Linked DNA regions of Mus musculus: region 2 is linked to region 1. A link is a contact called in public Hi-C data. All regions are on one chromosome and are shown on one strand. Each heading gives the region's core, a stretch centred on a gene start, on an enhancer-like site or on the middle of the called end of the contact. The rest is flanking DNA. Distances are from core to core; before and after follow the strand shown.

The links. Hi-C and Micro-C count contacts between places; a contact is called where the count stands out from the background.
Region 2: a contact with region 1 is called in a Hi-C map of embryonic stem cells, with 1.8 times the contacts expected there. The contact joins two enhancer-like sites. A contact is called at or near these places in 2 of 484 Hi-C or Micro-C datasets (both in embryonic stem cells), 1 of 115 datasets of contacts at active chromatin or transcription factors (embryonic stem cells) and 2 of 9 other capture datasets (adipose tissue and pancreatic islet).

The regions. Positions count from the first base shown.
Region 1 is chr2:119,840,650-119,846,598 of GRCm38.p6, forward strand. No RefSeq gene overlaps it. Among named protein-coding and RNA genes, the nearest start is that of Tyro3, 44 kb to the left of the region's middle. Within about 2 kb of position 3,097, at least 27 of the 459 cell types and tissues checked have an H3K27ac peak or open chromatin away from gene starts, as enhancers often do. A contact at or near this core is called in embryonic stem cells, where this site is marked.
Region 2 is chr2:120,042,248-120,048,196 of GRCm38.p6, forward strand. Sptbn5 (spectrin beta, non-erythrocytic 5) reads right to left here. Exons shown (of 67, transcript NM_001370938.1): 58 at 5,575-5,769; 59 at 5,266-5,493; 60 at 4,783-5,000; 61 at 4,461-4,650; 62 at 4,133-4,309; 63 at 3,921-4,025; 64 at 3,355-3,420; 65 at 2,937-3,038; 66 at 2,750-2,832; 67 at 1-37. The coding sequence ends at 25. Pla2g4b (phospholipase A2, group IVB (cytosolic)) reads left to right here. Exons shown (of 20, transcript NM_145378.4): 20 at 1-786. Gm28042 (predicted gene, 28042) reads left to right here. Exons shown (of 27, transcript NR_104353.1): 27 at 1-786. Among named protein-coding and RNA genes, the nearest start is that of Gm52559, 5.3 kb to the right of the region's middle. Within about 2 kb of position 2,279, at least 59 of the 459 cell types and tissues checked have an H3K27ac peak or open chromatin away from gene starts, as enhancers often do. A contact at or near this core is called in embryonic stem cells, where this site is marked.

The sequences.
Region 1 (5,949 bases), core at 1,847-4,346:
GCCACTCTCAATCAAACCAGCACAGAGGTGTGGTGTGGTGTGGTGATGAGTGAGTATGTGTAGGAAGAACTTCATCATGTTGTATCAATGAGTAGTGAAGCAGCAAGAATGGTTTTCTGCCTGATGACGGTCAGGTCATTCTAACCCAACAGGAGACAGGGAAAGCAAAGATGACTAAAGGAAGAGAACAGATTTTTGGTAGAAATCTAAGTATCCAAGTCTACACAGGCAAACAGTGATGAAGAGGATATGAAATGCAGTCTAAATCTCAAGAGGTAAAGGTCTGCCAACTAGTGAGATGGCTCAGCGGTTAAGAGCACTGACTGCTCTTCTGAAGGTCCTGAGTTCAAATCCCAGAAACCACATGGTGGCTCACAACCACCCATAATGACACCCTTGTCTGGAGTGTCTGAAGATAGCTACAGTGTACTTATTTATAATAATAAATAAATCTTATTTATTTATAATAATCTTATTTATTTATAATAATAAATAAAAAAAGAGGTGAAGGTCTGGGTTTCGTTTGGTACCAGAAGATATTATAGTATCTTTAGAGAGAAGATATTATAGTATCTTTAGAGGGTGGGGTAGGGTTTCAGAATTATATGGAACCTTCTTGAAAAGAATTGCAGAAGCCTTAGGTTGGATAGTCTTATATAACTTCACTTTGTGGCTAGTTATATGGTGTGTACCTGTGGCTAGAAACAGTAATAGGCTGACAAGGAGGCCTGCTTGCTCCATTAGGAGAGATGTGTAATGATGTTAGAAGCCCCAGTACTTGTGGCTTCACAATGGTTTTCACAGTTCAAATTGACTTTAAATTTTTTTTATTTAAACTTTTTATTACATTTCCATTATCCTTTGTGTCTTTATCTATTGGGTGAGGGCAGCGTGTGAAGTTAGCATGTTTGAGAGTCAGAGGACAACTTGCAAGAGTTGGTTTTATCATTTCATGCGGGTCACAGGAATTGAACTCAAGTCATCAGGTTTGGTAGCAAGAACATTTACTCACCAAGCCAACTCTGTTGCCCCTAAATTCACTTTGTCAGCATCAGGCATATTTAATCCTTCTGAGCCTTTGTTTAGTTCCATGAGAAAAACTATAGACTTCTCTTCCCAGAAAAGAATCCAACATTACCAGTAGTCACTCCCCTGAAATTTGTTGCAGAGAAGGAAAAACAGGATACAACCATCAGTCTGGATGGGCTCCTGTGGGCTCTCATCTATCTCTTCCTTTCACTGTGGGACACCAGGCTTCCCCCCACACCTACTGAGAGGACTTGTGGGATGCCTGCCTGAGCAGTGCTCCAGCTCCTAGCTCCATAGGTATTTGTAAAATGTTACCATTTCGCTCCTCTGGCAGCTCCTCACTAAGGTTAGTGTGAGGATCAAGTTCATGGCTCAGGATGGAGAGGAAAGCATGGGGGAAGGGAAGCGACGCATTGAATACACTTCCAAAAGAACATGATTTTCTACAGTGCTGGTGCCTGTGCCACCAGGAGAGGTGATGACAGCCTCCTCCCATTTCAGAAGCAGCTCCTAGAGTCATCTGTAGGCGGATTCACATGACACATCCTTAAACTGACGCCATTCTGGGCTGTCTGTTCCCCAGTCACATCTCAGCAACAATGGCTCGTTACATTTCTAAGTTTGATTCCTGATTGGTTGTTTACAGGAACATCCAGGCTGCCCCGCCTGGTATCAGAGCCAGGATTTATCCTTTTGAGTCATGAAACCTCACCAGTCCTGCGTATGTGAACAAGTGAACTGAAATACCTCAAGGGAGTTAAGTTGGTTGTTTGTCACCATATTTTAATCTAAAAAATGTTAGTATGTATTACTGGAGGAAGTTGATGCAGATTTGCCTGCAAACTGTCTTGAACACAATCTTTCTTTTCCGGTTGTTGTTGTTTTCTTGACTGATGTGTCTGTATGAGGAGCATTTTGACTCTCTCGTGTCACTGCTTTTCTGTTCTCACTCCTCTCAGAATCTTTGCCAACATACCACTGACATTTGAGAAAGAGAATAGAGCAGTTTGGCTTCTTACTTGCAAAGCCTTCTGTTTCCGTAGTGACGTAAATAATTATGGAATATATCAAGAGTTTTCTTTAGACGATGTGGGTTTCTTTATTTTTGAGATGGGGTTTGGCTTTGTAGCCCAGGCTGGCCTGGAAGCTGAAGTGTCCTGCCTCAGCCTGTAAAGTGCTGGTATTTCAGGTGTGTGCCAACAAATGAAGGCCAGATCAGCCTTTGAAAAGATGGGGTTGTTACCTATGGGCAGGGCTACAAGAGCAGCCTGAGAAAGATCTATCATATGAAATTTGATTCATATATACAAATATATGAAATTCTTTTTTCTTTTCTTTTCTTTTTTCTTTTTCTTCTCTCTCTCTCTCTTTTTTTTTTCCCGAGACAGAGTTTCTCTGTATAGCCCTGGCTGTCCTGGAACTCACTTTGTAGTGTAGACCAGGCTGGCCTCGAACTCAGAAATCCGCCTGCCTCTGCCTCCCGAGTACTGGGATTAAAGGTGTGTGCCACCACACTCAGCTTTCTTTCCTTATTTTCTGTGTATGGGTGTCTTGCCTGCTTGTGCATCTGCATACCACTTTGATCAGTGCCTGTGAGAACCTGAGGAGGTATCCCCTCAGTACAGTACAGATCCCCTGAAACTGTAGTTATAGGTGATTATTAACTCCTGAGTGGACGCTGGGAATCAAGACCACCCCCTGCCCCCACTTCTCAAGAAGAGCAGCCAGTGCTCCTAACTGCTGAGCCACCTCTCCAATACCGTTCTTTTAAAAACTCACTTTATTTAAATTAACTAACTAATTTTGGTTTTGAAACTGGCTCTCAATGTGTATTGCATTAATATTGCTTTCTTAGAAACTGTCTTAGTTAGGCTTTTACTTCTGTAAACAGATACCGTGACCAATACACACACACACACACACACACACACACACATATATATATATATCTGTCTTCAAACATACCAGAAGAGGGCACCAGATCCTAAAAAGGTCATCTCAGGAACTTTGAGAAAGTCAAGAAACACTGCCCCTCCAGAAGGGAGAGGCTAATTAGCATTTCTCAGACCACAAGAGAGAACCGACCTGAGGGTGGGGACACATTCCGCAGGACTGGCCTTGCTCATCTTCAGACAACCGAAGTCCTTGTCACCTCATTCCCTAAAGACCAATCAATTTAAAAGGTGCACTGTTCCACCAATCATATTGTACCTAGTTGCTTTTGCTTTGTTCTGCCCTGGAAACCATATAAAAACTCCCAAACTGGTGCTGGTAGTTGCTGCCTCTCCTGTGGGTCTGGGACAACCCCAGTGCACTGGAACAATTAATTCCTCTTGCTTTTTGCATCGATCCCGGCTCTACAATCCCCTGGTTGTGAGCAACCATGTGGTTGCTGGGAATTGAACTCAGGACCTTTGAAAGAGCAGTCGGTGCTCTTAACCACTGAGCCATCTCTCCAGGCCCAAGGCAATTTTTTTCCCTTGGGTATTTTCTTTATTTACATTTCAAGTGTTTTCCCCTTTCCAGATCTCCCCTTCTGAAACCATCTATCCCATCCCCCTCTCCCCCTGCCTCTATGATGGTGCTCCCCTGCCCATTCTGGTCTTCCCATCCTGGCATTCCCCTATACTGGGACATCGAACACCCTCAGGGCCAAGGGCCTTTCCCCCCACTGCTATCCAACAAGGCCATCCTCTGCCACATATGTGCCCAGAGCCATGGGTGCCTCCATGTATACTCTTTAGTTGGAGATCCAGTCCCTGGGAGCTCTGGGGGGTCTGGCTGGTTGACACTGTTGCTTCCTCCATGAGGCTGTCCCTCGCACAGTCTGCACAAGGCATCTCTTATAAGGAACAACATTTAATTGGGGCTGGCTTACAGGTTCAGAGATTCAGTCCATTATTATCAAGGTGGGAACATGGCAGCATCCAGGCAGGCATAGTGCAGGAGAAGCTGAGAGTTCTACATCTTTATCTGAAGGCTGCTAGCAGAATACTGACCTTCCTCCCTGCCCCCGAGACAGGGTTTCTCTGTGTAACCCTGGCTGTCCTGGAACTCATTCTATAGACCAGGCTGGCCTTGAACTCAGAAATCCACCTGCCTCTGCCTCCCAAGTGCTGGAATTAAAGGCCTGTGCCACTACTGCCCAGCTCAGGATGAGGGTTTTAAAGCCCACACCCACAGTGACACACCCACTCCAACAGGGTCATACCTACTAATAGTTCCACTCCCTGGGTCAAGCATATACAAACCATCACAAAAACTATTCTTTTTGCTTTTTACAAGTGGACCATTTACTTCTTTTCTTCCTTTCATATGAGCATGTGTGTGTCTGCCTCTGTGTGTGTGTGTGTGTGTGTATGTGTGTGTGTGTGTGTGTATGGAGGTCAGAGGACAACTTGCAGAATTCAGTTCTCATCTTCCACCTTGCTGAGGTCTTTCCTTACTCTGGTGGACTGAGTACTCTAGGCTAGCTGGCTGAAGTGCTTCTGGACAGTATCTGCCTCCCATCTGTAGGAGCAATAGGATCATAGAATCACACTACTGCACTGGCTTTTATTTGTTGGTTCCTGGGACAGACCTCAGATGGTCAGGGTTCTGTGCCTAGTGCCTTTATGTGTTCAGCTATCTCTCTGGCTATTTATTTATTTAATTTGAGACAGGGCCTCACTATGTAGTCCAAGATGTCCTGAAACTCACTCTGTAGACCAGACTGGCCTCAGATTCACCCAGATCTTTCTGCCTCTGCCTCTTGAGTTCTGGGATAAAACACATGTGCCACCACATCTGGCTGATTTCCTTTGAGACAGGGTATCGCTTGATAGTTCAGGCTAGCCTTGAACTCACATTTCCTTCCTTTACCTGCCAAGTGCTGGGATTTTAGATGCAAATCACAACTTTATTTTTTATTTATTTATTTTGTAAAGATTTATTTATTTATTTATTATATGTAAGTACACTGTAGCTGTCTTCAGACCCACCAGAAGAGGGCATCAGATCTCATTACAGATGGTTGTGAGTCACCATGTGGTTGCTGGGATTTGAACTCAGGACCTCTGGAAGAGCAGTCGGTGCTCTTTACCCCTGATCCACCTCTCCAGCTCAAATCACAACTTTAAGTGAAAGAATCCTTCAAGATCAAAAGATAGGATCCTCCAACTTTTAGACCCTCCTGCTTCTGCCTTTCAGTGCTAGGCCGAGCTCCAAGCCCAGTTCTCTTTGTATGTGTGAACACGTGTGTGTGTGTGTGTGTGTCAGGGGTGAGAGTGCATGTTTGTGTCTGCACATGTAGAGGCCAGAGGCTGAAGTCCAATGTCCTTTTAACAATCTCTACCTTTCCTTCTGAGACAGGGTTTGTCACAGAACCTGGAGGAGCTTGTCTTTTCTGCCAGACTGGCTGGCCAACAAGTCTTAGGAACTTGCTTATCTCTGTCCCCAGCACTGAGGTTACAGTTGTGTGTTTTGACTACAGTCCTGGGAGTCCAAACTCAGGTCCTTTATCCACCAAGCCACCTCCCCAACCATGAGGTCGAGATCCAGCATACTTTATCTATCTTTCTTTCTTTTTCTTTCTTTTTTTCCTATTTATTTATGATAAAGTTTTGTGTAGCCCAGGCTAAGTGTGAACTCAATATTTGGCCCAGAATCAACTTGGAGTCAATACCCTGCCTGCAACTTCCAAGTCCTTTGGATTATAGCTATGCTCTACCATGCTTGGCTATGACTCAGTTCTAAGGTCATTAACAGCCTGGTGTGGTGGCACCTGCCTTTAATCTTAGCACTTGGTAGGCAGAGGCAGGTGGATCTTTGTGAGTTTGAGGCCAACCTGGTCTACAAAGCAAGTCCAGGGCAGCCAGGACTATTAAACCGAGAAACTGTGTCTCAAAAAACCAACCAACCAACAAACAAACAAATAAAACA
Region 2 (5,949 bases), core at 1,029-3,528, 200 kb after region 1:
ATTGGTGTTGACTGAGGATTCATCTTAAGGTTTAGACCTGTAGGGAGAACAGAGATTAGGAACCAACCACCCTCCCTAAACATGGTGTCTAGTCCTCTCCATACCTGAACATCCCTCCTGCTCCTAGCTGAGGTGTGAGCAGGTACTAGAGGCTCTGAGATGAGTAGGGTGTAACAACTTTGATTCTCATGATCCAGCAAGCTCTGTCAGCCAGGCAAGTGTTTGTCCCAACACCATTAGAAGCCACTATGAGCTGGACCTGGTGGCATAGGTCTCTAATCCCAGCTACGCAGGAGACTAAGTCAGGAAGAGTACAAGTTCAAAGCCAGCCTGGGCTACAAGAGTGAGTTCAAGGCCACAATTTAGCTGTCAAGTAAAAGATAACTAAGGGGGGCTGGAGAGATGGCTCAGTGGTTAAGAGCACTGGCTGCTATTCCAGAGATCCTGAGTACAATTCCCAACAACCACATGGTGGCTCACAACCATCTGTAATGGGATCTGATGCCACCTTCTGGTGTGCCTGAAGATAGCAACAATGTACTCACATGCATAAAATAAATCAATCTTAAAAGGCTAAATCTCAGGCTGGTGGGATGGCTCAGCGGTTAAGAGTGCCAACTGCTCTTCCAAAGGTCCTGAGTTCAAATCACAGCAACCACATGGTGGCTCACAACCATCTGTAATGAAATCTGATGCCCTCTTCTAGAGTGTCTGAAGACGGCTACAGTGTACTTACATATAATACATAAATAAATAAATAAATAAATATTTTTTTAAAAAGTTAAATCTCAGTGGTAAAGTACATGCCCTCAGGTCAGTCCCAGGACCACCAGAAACTGGTGCGTCTAGTACAAGTCCTGTTCCTCCTCCTGTGCATCAGAATCAAGCTGGAGCACCGGAGGCTTGCAGAGGGACCACAGCTGTGGCTGTCACCATGGCCATCACCTGTTACAGCATGAGGGCCTTCAGGCACATAGCTGAGTGCCAGCCTAGATGTATATGACAGATGTATTTGACTGGACCTGGGGACTGGTGTTGGGTGTATGTGGGGGGGGGGGGAGGTATTCACATCCTCATCTAGATGCCCCAAGTACCCTACCCCAATTCTTAGAGATGCCCCAAGTACCCTACCCCAATTCTTAGAGATGCCCCAAGTACCCTACCCCAGTTCTTAGAGGGCCCAAAGCCCCTTGGCTTGGAGATAGGAAAGGCATAGCTGAGGTGGCTGAGCATGAAGCCAGGATCCACGTGAGGCTGAGCATGCCAAAGGAGAGCCTGCGTTCAGTCTGCCTAATCCCTTAGCCTTTATACTTCTTGCCATTGGCCTGCACATGCTGACACCTTGACCCTGTATCCCCCTGGAATCAGGAACAGAGACAAGACAGGATGGAGTCAGGATGGAGCTAAAGAGCAGAGGCACTGTCTCAGATGTCTCAGAGAGCAAGGAAAAGAAGTTTGAGAGTGAGGACTTGGGGAGCATCCAGGGGTGTGTGGTCACCCAGAGAGACTCTTGACTGGGGGATGGCCAGAGCAGTAATGGCATGTGGAGCTTCTGAGGGGTAGGTGTAGAAGGTGGGGAGATGGGGGGGGGGGAAGTGAGCCCCTGTGATAGCATGTTCCTGGAGTCTATGGGGGAAGAGAGCCTTGTCACCTTAGAGTGCTGGTGTGATGGCTTCCAGCTTTCTGAGGTGTGGGAGCCAGGGTCTCCCATGTGGGGGTCTCACAAGCCCACTCAACAGAGCGGGCCTTGAGTCCTGGCATCTTGGGATAAAGAGAAAAACCCATTCCACCAGTATCCCACTTGGATACAGTGTCCTTGCTCTCAGCTGGGAGCCTGACCTTGGGTTCTAGGCTGTAGAACCAGAGGGTAAGGTTCATGTTGCCCAAGACGGCTCCTTCCTAGAAGCTGTGTCCCTGGCTCAGGGACTAAGATGCATGCTGAGTCAGCCCTTGTCTGCCTTTCTACTCTGGTGCTACAGTGTGGGTGAGCGCTCAACACTTCCAAGCAGACTCCTTGAGAGCTCACTGCAGGGAGGTGGAAAAATCCAGGGTTCCTTTGGGATTCTGGAAAAAAGGTGGGAACAAGGGGAGGTGATGACAGTGAGGGAGGGAGCTAGGACCAAGGAACAGGGAGGAACCCCCCCACACACACCACTCCACAGAGAACCCAGCAGACTCGTGAGGCAGGCACAAATGGCAAAGGGTGTGTTCTGCACATTCTTTCTGCACATAGACCTGGGCGTGGCCACAGTCCAGACCAATCAAGACAGCATTTGGAGTTAACACAGCCTTTGAGTCCCAAAAGAAACAGAGCCCACACAGTCCCTGGCTAGAAGGGGTGGGGTGGAGGTAGGGAGTTGGTACAGACTCCAAAGGGGACAGGACAGGAAAATCTTTACCTCTGCTACTGATTATCTGTGTCTGGCGAGTTTTTAAGCCACTCAGAGTAGTAAGTTCATTGAGAAAAGCCGCAAGGCTCACTTTCTAGAGAGATGGGCTGTAAAAGCTCATAGCTCTGTAAGGTACAATAACACTGGGAACCTGGGCCCCAGCAGCCCCTCCTTCCTTCCCCTCCAGCCCACCTGCCATGCTACCCAAGGCTGGCTGCCAGCTTGCAGCCTGCTTTTCAGACAACACTGCAAACAGAACTCAGAGATGCTCAGCCTGCCTTCTAAGCTGACCTGTCATGCTGGACCTCTGCCTATAGCCCCAGCCAAGCTTGCTGTCGGGCCAGGCCTATAACCCTCACCTTGGGAAGAAAGTCTGCCTTCTGTCCTCCAGCCTCTCACATTCAGTCTCCTCAGGTACAAGGGGGGACACGTAAGCCAGTTCCTGGGGAGCAATGAGGTACAGGGATCACAGGGGCCCTTGGCTTTTCCCTATGGGAGCTATCTTCTATCCCCCTGAGATGCTTCTAATTGCCTGAGAGCTCTTACCCCAGTGCCACTTGGCACTTCTGCCTTCCTCATATCTGAGAATGGGCTCGAGGCTCCCCTTGCCAAGATCCCATGGCTGCTGGTTGGGAAGCTGGTTCTGGGCTGTGGGGAAGACAGGGAAAAGGGCCCCCAGGCCAGGCCTCAGACTCTTTCAGGAAAAGTACTGCTCACAGTTTTCACCGGGAAGAGGAAACAAGGGTGGGCTCAGACAGGACAACCGAGAGGTTGGAAGTTCTTGACCTGGCAACCAAAGCAGGTAGGGGTAAGCCCCTTCTCTTCCCCTTTCCTCTTCTGTGGGTAGAAACTATTGCCTTCTCTGAGACCACCCAGGAAGTTACACAGGAGTCTACCAGAAGCCACAGTGGCAGGCCTGGATGGTTGCTGAATATGGTTGCCTGCAGTTAGAGCTAGCACGCACCTGCCTCCCTTCTGTGGGGGGCTGCTGTTCCACAGATGCCTCCGTGACATGACCACCCTTTGCCTCCTGAAAATACAAGATGGGGGCCCAGATGTCAGAAGGGAGACACCCACTCCTCCTTCCTAGTGCCCCCCCAGCACTCCTGGCCCCTGGGCCTGCTCCAGAGTGTGGACCCTGGATACCTGTGCCCCTGTGACCTGGCTACATGCTCCAGGGAGATAATGGTAGTCCAACGAGGCTACCACGCTACAGTTCCTTCCTCTTAGCCAGATGTGCAGCTCACCCCTAGTGTTCAAACACGAGTCCTCCCGTCTTCTCTCCCACTCAGAGTGCTGGTCCCTTCTATGATCATGCTTCAGCTCTAAAGTAAATCATCCCTCCTCGTGCACCCACGGAACCCTGCATGGCAGGGTTGGTGGCTTTCCTAAAGGAGAAGCCTTGAGGAAGACTCCACAAGGCCTTGCTGCCCTAAGGAGCCCTAACTTGTAGATTGACCAACTGTCCCCCCCTATACCCCTCGTGCCTCTTCTCAGTATCCCCAGCCTCCCCTCCTCCAGCCCTTGAACCTCTGTCATCGTCTGAAGCTGAATGAATGTCTCCTCGTGGGCCACCAGCAGCTTTTCTAAGCCCTCGTGTCTGTAGAGCAGGCGTTCCACTTCCAACACCGAGTGCTGAGAGAAATGTGTTCTGTTCTGGGGTGCTGGCTCTCCTTTCCCCCCCCCCAGGCTTAGCCCCAAGGGTCAGGGAACCGAGAATATCAGGGTCTGCCTCCCCTTACCCCACAGCTGGGGTCCAGCAGCAGGCGCTCCCAGGAGGCCAGCCAAGCCTCAGCCAGCTCCAGCCTCTGCCGCAGCTGTTGCAGGCTCCGGGTCTGTTCCCAGCGTTGTCCACGCAGGGCCCAGGCTACCTGAAGCTCCTGCAGATGTCTTTCCAGCTCCTGCATACACTCTGCCACCTGTGGGAAGGGTGCCATGAAAGCCTGGGCAGAGCTCCCACCCACCAGGGCAGGCAGGAGAGCCGAGCCAACAAGGATCTCAGGCTGCCTCAACCTCCCTAGGGCTGCTAGCCCCTCTAGGAGTGGGGCTCCTCCCGTCCTCTGCTCAAACCTCTGGGGACAGGAAGTGGCCGTTGTCCAGCAGCTGCTGCCCTTCGTGCCGTATGGTCTGGGCTTGAAGGCAGCGTTCCTGAATCTCTTGCTCCAGCGCCTCATGCTGCTCAAGGAACTGCTTGGCCCCCACCACATCCCCAGCCTGCTTCTCCTTAGAAAGCAGCTCCTGCATCTCCTGAGCCCACGCTCTGCCAGGCAGGGAAAGAGAGCTACTAGCAGAGCTGGCAAGGCAGCTTAGGGACAGCAGCAAGAAGTGCTACCCGCTCCCCGAAACATCAGGATAGGGCAGAACTGAGCTAAGAGTATGGCCCCCTACTTACAGCAATTCCCGGCAGCTCCCAAGAAAGGTGTGGCCCTGGGTAGCCTGCAACAGCTTCTGGCTCCATTCCTGGACTTTGGCCTCCAGGTTGGTCCAGGCCCCCTGCACCTTGGTGAGCCACTCACTAAGACTCCCCTGAGCCACAGGGTAGTGCTGGCCGAGCCGATGGGCCTCCATCTGCACTCTTGACACCTCTTTTTCAATAGCCCTCAGTTCTCTCTGCAACCAGAACATGATGCTACACTGGCATGCTCTGCATTAGTAGCCCCTGGCCTGTGGAAACCCCTCTAACAAGTTCTGCTTAAAACCTGTTCCAAGTCCCTTGGCCCAGAGGAAAGTGATTGAATACCCTGGAGAAGTGGCTCAGGGGCAGGACCCAGGCGAGGCCATTGCCAGTCATCTCTGATGAGGGACTGAGGCACACAGGTCTTCTGCTGGAGGAGTGGGGCTGGGCTGAGCAGCTTCTGTCAGGCAAGGCCTTTACCTGCAGGCGCCTATGCTGCTGCTGCTGCTGCTGCTGCTGCTGCTGCTGCTGCTGCTGCTGCTGCTGCTGCTGCTGCTGCTGCTGCTGCTGCTGCAGAAGGGGCTGTGAAGGTGACAGGCTGTGGACTTGGAATGCTTCCTCCAGCAGGGTGGTCTTCTCCTGTATCCATCTCTGCAGCTCCGAGGCAGCCTGCTCAAAGCTCCGGAGATCGCAGGCTGCTGCCAGGTTCTGAGAAAGAATGAGGGGGAACCTGCTGGAGGCTGTACTGTGCCCCACAGCCCTTGGAGCACCCCTCGAGACATGGCCTACCTCTGTACGGACTTTGATTGCCTTGTTCAGCCCCTCCCAAGCGGCCTGGACGCGACACTTCTGAGCTTGAATCTGGGGGTAGAACCTGGGTGCTCCTCTTTCTAGGGAAGCCATCCGCTCCCTCAGGGTCTGCATCTTGGCCTGGCCCAGGCTCTGGACTTCTCTGTTGAAAGCACCAAACATGTCTTCCAGCACCTAGGAGGGGTAAGGCCAGGGACTGCAGACCTTCGACTGGCAGCCTTGAAAGCTCATTAGGAGCCTGGCAGTACCAGTGGCCCCAACATCACTCATTCAACCTTAGAGTTCTAGAACTGCATGCAGTCTCTTCCAGTGGCACCCCTCAGAATCCTCGTTCACCCCTCAGAATCTCCCATC